Regions from separate parts of the Columba livia genome. Here region 2 is linked to region 1. A link is a contact called in public Hi-C data. All regions are on one chromosome and are shown on one strand. The core of a region is the stretch at or near the end of the contact, and the rest is flanking DNA. Distances in the headings are between cores, read along the strand shown.

Region 1 (3,014 bases), core at 98-2,597:
AATATCTAGGTCAAACTGGCTTATAAATATTGAGAAAAAGGGGCTTCTCTGAGGGGTAGTCTTGTTTTAATGGGGCAGACTGTCTATTGATGGACCTGTCAGTAAAGGCATAAATCATATCTGAGACACCAGGATAGAGCTGGTGAAGAAATCTGATCAGAATTAATGCCAAGATGTCAGCAATCCAGGAGATACATGATAGCATCACTGCGGAGCCAACAGACACAAAATACAATGTAAAGATTTCCTTTCTTCTGTGGGATCTCAAGGGATCCTTCTGCAGAGCATCCAGGAAGTGTTCTGAATCCTAAGTAGTGTGAGGAGGCAGATAGCCTGATTTAAAGGTGTTTAAATATTGCTGAGGGATGGGAGCACCCACCAGGACAGTGCTCTGGGATGATGCTGAACACCCACCACATCAGGGCTTTTGGTTGCTGTGCTGAGGACAAGCCATGTGATAGACCAAAGCAATTATTCCACAGAGAATCACATGCTGTTTCTATAAGGAATAAGAATTACATTCCATTTCTATGAGGGATAAGAGTCAAGAAAACCCGTACTGGTATCTGTGGGCATCCTGCTACTGTCTATCAACACTTTTAAGGGACAACAGAGGCTGCAGTTGTGGACCCAACTTGCAGTTTGGATGAAGCCTGTAAGGGTGAGACTGTGAGAAGCTCAGCTAATGCTGCCTTTAGCAGGGTGGCATTGCCAGCCTTTCTCCCAAACAGCAGAGCAAGATTAAAGCCTTTCATTCTGATGCCTTGCAATGTGGGTTTATTATCTTTTTTTTATTGTTTCTTTTCAATTGCCTGCAGCATGAGGAGATCATGATGTTCAGAGCCAACGAAAATGAAGCTTTGCTAGACAGGGCCCATCTGTTTCTCCTCTCTCAGCCCCAACTTTCCCCATTGGCTTTCTGTGTGGATGAACCCAGGAAAATCCTTGCAGAGCCAGGGGAAAGCCAGGAGGCAATTAATTTATCTTGAAACAGCACAGCCTTGAACAGCCACCAGTGACCTGGAGTTCCTACAGAGTTTAGGTAATTGTGCTGCCGACTTGCTGTCGGGACTGGGGTTTTATGATTATTTTTTTGCAATGAGCAGCAGTTTGTCAATCGTTGCCTTTAAATACGTCAGTAAAGGAGCAATTGCGTGGCTGTCTGCTGCAGCAAGCACTGATGGCCTCATGGGCTCTGCCCACTGCCCTTCAATGTGGCTCTGTCAGAGGCCACTGCGTTGGAAAAGAAGCTCCAACCATGAACATGAGGGCAGGAGAAAAGAACAGAAGAGTAGAGGCTTGTTTATCCCTGGTAATCCACTCGGATGTGTGCAGACTAAAGGTGTACAGCTGGAGGGGAAAATAAGGCCATATAACATGATTCAGCTGATCCAAACAAAGGTAAGGGGTGAGGAATTCCTACCTGAGCAGAAGGAGGCTTCTCAGGGAATTTCCCCTGGCTGCTTTTCAAAGCTCTCACTGCTGCACCGTGACCTGTGAGGCATTTGTTTGGTTTGGCCTCTATTTTCTCTCTCTTCCTTTTTCTTGTTTTCTTTTCCCCCCTTTTTCCCTTTCAGTTCTTGTCTGTTTTGTTTCTGAAAGAATGACATCCTGGCCCCTAACATTTCTGGAGGCAACACACACATTCCTTGCAGCTCCGTGTTACCAAGAAGACAGAAAATATTCCTCATAATTACACATGATTTGATCAGTCCAGCATTTCCACCTCTTCCCAGAAGTTTTATTATCGTAATTGATTTCTCTGGCACCTACTCGCAGCTCTAGGCATTTTCCCAAACCTTTAAACACACAGTTAGCAATTCTGAACATTTCACTGCTGTATTTCTTTTCCTTGATTTGCTAGTTATAAATTCTTTGTTAGCAGTCTCTCCTACAACGTGAGCTTTATTAGTGTAATCCCCACTGCTGTAGCATCGTGATACTCCAGGATCTCTGCCTCACCGCACCACTGTGATCGATGAAAATGGTGTTATCCTTACTTTACAAATGGGACTAACACTCATATTTTTAAGTATTTGGCTTTCGGTGACTCACCAGGAAGCCAGTGACAGAAAAGGGAATTAGACTCCAGTGTCCCAAGTCCAAGTCTCTATCTGCTGGGCCAGCTTAGTTTTACTGTCTTTCAGTGTATTTCTATTGCCTTTCAGAAAACCTTCTGCAATTTCTAATTCATACAGGACTCATCACTTTTTCAAATGCTTTTAAGGACAGATAAACCAAGTGATTTGAAGAACCAAGGGCTCCTCTGGGGAAGTTCTCTTCCAGCACTTCTGGATATTGGGTAGAAAAAGATCTTCTGCTGAAGAGAGACCTGAACTCTCATCTGAACTGTGGAGTGTTAATCATATCATATGTTCATCACATCTACATGATAGCACTTGTCCATAGTAACTTTTTTGGATGTCAAAGGGAGAATGTAAGAGAGGTGATCTCAAATAATGTTGGGTTTCAACACCCAACCCAAATCACATTCAAAACACCAGTTTCACCCTCCCATTCATTTCAGTGAGGGCAGTTGGATTATTGAAAGGAGAAGCTCCAAGCACAATCCAGCACAATCTTGGTATGGTTCAGTATGATCCACCCCTCAAGGGGCAGAGTTGTGCATTACCTTGAACTTCTGCATGTCCCCAGGCACAGCCATGTGCTGCAGTGGTGACATTCATGCTACCTCTGTCGTTAAGAATTAATTGCATAGGCTGCAAAACTCTCACAAATTCTGACTCTTCACCTACTTAAATCCAACCCCATGTCACCCTCCTGCCACAACTCACAAGACCCACAGGTATGCTCACTCTGGAGGAGAGCCACCCATGGCTTGTTTGCTGGAATGGGAGCAACAGCCCCAGAAGCAAAGCTGCTGAAAGGAATGCCAAAATCTTGCTCTTTCTCAGGCAGAAGCTGAGCCAAAAGTCAGGTTCCAACCTATGCAGAACTTGGCCAAACCTTATTATTAATTTGGCTACAAGCAGCACTGAAGTGCAAACCTGCCT
Region 2 (3,323 bases), core at 694-3,193, 310 kb after region 1:
CTGCACCCCTGAGGTGACAAGCAGAGACACGTCTCCCCCTGCACACTATTCTGACCACAAAGACTCAGTGAGGGCAATGAGAACACACTGTAACGCTGAGTTCTTACGCTGCGCTTTGCTTCTTCAAAGACCGGGGCAAACATTAATTTCATTTGCTAAGTCAGAGGTTTTCCGAGGGCTACGCTACCAGCTCGTCGCAACAGAGCTGCCTGACCCACCTCCATATTGCATGACCAGCCTCATTCTTACCCAGTTTTTCATAGGAAATCAGCGAGCCCGTGAACCAGAAATACTCTGTTTATAGAGAGCCCTCCCTTGGAAGCAGAAAGAAACTGAAATATTACAGTCGAAACTTGTTCAACCGTATTTTGGAAGTGGCACGCGGAGTATGACAAGCGCTACTTGAGATTAACGATGCTTCGTTTGGAGACATGCTTAAAGTTGTAATTAAAGCAAGGGAAGGGGGGACACAGCAATGAAGAGCACTTCCGATACAACTGAAATTCAATTACACTGTACATATATACAGCAGCCCATATGCTGACCTCTTTCAGCACTCCCGACTCTCCAACCCTACAATATCCAATAAGTGAAAATTTGTTTTAGCAAAAATAAAACTCTTTGCTCAGCCAAAAAAGCATCATCCCCCACCCCGCTCCCTTGCACCATCTGCGCATGTTTATTCTCAGCCTTCTGAAGAAAAATAAAACCCCAAAACTCGAACGTTTTACTAATCTTTATGCCCCGCCACTATAAATAACAGAAATAAACCGCAACAACAGTTAAGCAGCGTAGCTCAAACACATCCAATCCACTCCAATTATTTCTGCTCGTCTGTCCACGAACAGACACAGCCGTCGGCTTTAGGGGAAAGCGTGCGAGTCAGACTGCGTTTATTTACAGTTGCACTATGAAGAAAAACCGTTTCCCCACCTCCTCACTGTGTGAATTTTATAAAGCACAGGGTTTGGGGGGAATATATGTATTGGGGTGGGGGGAGGTGTCAGCCCAGCGCCTTCCCCACAGTTCTATTTTCCTCCGTGTTTCCAGATCCCCCCGACTTCTTGCCGGGATGGACGAGCAGATCGCGGAGCGGCACGCATGGCTGCACACGCGAAAATACACGCACCCCCACGCACGCACCCGCGCATCCCCTCGCAGAAGGGACAGTCCCCCCCTCTCCCTCCACCGCTCCCCGCCACCTACGTCCCCAGCGTCTCCTTGAACTCGAAGATCTTCTTGATGTCCTCCGCTTGCTTCTTCCAAGAGCCGCCGCCGTCCCCGTTCTCCCGGGCCATGGCCGCGCAGCCCCAAGGATGCCGGGCGGCACCGACCCGGCGTCCGGCTTTTGCTTTCTCTTCTGCCGCGGCAGCTGCTGCTGCTGCCGCTGCCGCTGCTGCTGCTGCTGCTGCTGCTGCTTCTTCCTCCTCCTCCTCCTCCTTCTTCTTCTCCCCTTCCTCCTCCTCACACTTCCTGCCCGCCGCCGCTTTTATTTCCTCCGCGCTCCTCGCGTGTCACTTTTCCTGGGCTATTTCCTCCCAACTTTCTCTACCCCTCCACACACACCCCCCCCCTCCTTTTCTCTCCTCTCCCTCCTCCGCGGAGTCACTCGCGGGGCTGTCCGGTCCCTCCTTCCTTCCGCGCCTGGCTTGGGGTCACTTTGGTCCCTAATAAACCCACCCTGCGAAAAAAGTCCCTTTTTGTTGTTTGTTTTGTTTCGGTTTGTTTTTTTGTAGGGAGGTCACAGTTTCCCTTCCCACCCCACCCGTGCGGGGCCCCGTGGGATGCTCAGCCTCCCGGGCGCGGTGCGGAGCGGCCCCGCCGGCACCGGGTGCAGCGGCTGTGCGCGGTTGTTATGGCAATGGGAGGAGGAGGAAGAGGAGGAGGAAGAGGCAGGAGGAGGAGGAGGCAGCCCTGCCGCTGCTCTGCTGCCTGGCGCTGCCCCTCCTGACTGAATGACTGGAGATAATTCGCATTGCACCAAAACCGCGCACGTCAAACGGGAGGGGAGGGAAAGCCAAGAAGAAAAAAAAAAAAAAGGAAAGCAGAAAATTAAAAAGACACACTACAAGCGGCTGTGCTGCCTGGTCGGGCGGGATGCGGTGCCCTCCTGCCCCACGCACACTCCTGCGATGCAAAAATTCACCCTACGCAAGGGCCACCACTACCCAGCGCTTCCCCCGGCAAAGCGAGGGGCACACACCCACCAGGGTCACCCCCACCCCAGGGTCACCCCCACACCAGGGGCACCCCCAAGCCCAGACGCAGGGCGATGGGCGCCTCGCAGCCCCGTGGCCGCCCCAACATCGGCACCGCACACACACACGCTTGGCCCCGCTGAAATTATTGCTAAAAGCAGGTTTGGGTTTTTTTTCCTCGGCGACACTGAGACCTCTAGTGCCGTCGCATCAAGCACCGGCTAAGCTCTGATGCACAGATTCACCAGAGAAAATTACAGGCTAGACTAACCCAGATGCATTTACAGTTAATATCTCTGGGCTTCCGTTTCAGAACATTTAAGACGCTAAGAAAGTGCAATTCCTTTGGGGCACCCAAGTTAGGTGCCTCGCTGCCAGGAGGTACAGGCACTCCCGTGCCTCAGAGGCAGCTCCAAACCTGACCGTCAAATCAGATGCCTGAAAACAAATCCTAATACAAACAGCTAAATAACATTTACTTAAAAATAGATGTGATTGTATGCACATAACTGTTTAACATGCATTGTGTCCTTTAACAGACTCCTCAAAATTCTACTTTCAAAGCTGATTTTCGAGGTTTCTCCTAATTAATGAGCAGAATGTACAAGGTACCAGCCTGTGAGGTTTTCCCTGGGTCTGGGCTGAGCTGGGACTCTCAGCTCAAAGAGGATGTGGGGGAGGTGGGAGTTCAAAGGTGCGGGAAGGTGTAAACTTGGAGAACAGGCTGGGGGGTTTGGGCAATGCTACCCTCTGCTGGACAGAGCCACCTGGCTTTGTGTGTGCCAGCTCCTGCGATTTATTACTGCATCCCTTTAATTTGGTGCTTTGGTGGCTGTCGAGCCACACAGGCATCCCAAACAGCTTGGGATTTTCTACAACGGGTGCTTATGTGCTGTCACGGTGTGCACTTTGAACAGCTTTCTTCTGCTGCTGACTTATTTCCATCCTCTCGCTCTCCTCAGCATTTCTTTCATTCCATGATCCTTATGACCTGCTCCACGATAGTGTCACCAGGAGTCCCCAAGCAGACTCTCCGTGCCACTGCATACCTGGGAAATTAAAAGATGTGACTGACCTAAAAAGGTGCAGCTGACACTCAAGCACAACTTTCCCTTCAACCCATGC

What was found. A called contact is a pair of places that touch in the nucleus more often than the background predicts.
Region 2: a Hi-C map of crop shows a contact between it and region 1, with 5 times the contacts expected there. The contact joins the promoter of CAMK1D here to the enhancer-like site in region 1. A contact is called at or near these places in 2 of 2 Hi-C or Micro-C datasets (crop and liver).

The regions. Positions count from the first base shown.
Region 1 is chr1:204,554,079-204,557,092 of bColLiv1.pat.W.v2, forward strand. No RefSeq gene overlaps it. Among named protein-coding and RNA genes, the nearest start is that of OPTN, 13 kb to the left of the region's middle. Within about 2 kb of position 1,348, at least 1 of the 3 cell types and tissues checked has an H3K27ac peak away from gene starts, as active enhancers do.
Region 2 is chr1:204,867,361-204,870,683 of bColLiv1.pat.W.v2, forward strand. CAMK1D (calcium/calmodulin dependent protein kinase ID) reads right to left here and starts at 1,944. Exons shown (of 11, transcript XM_065049282.1): 1 at 1,207-1,944. The coding sequence starts at 1,298.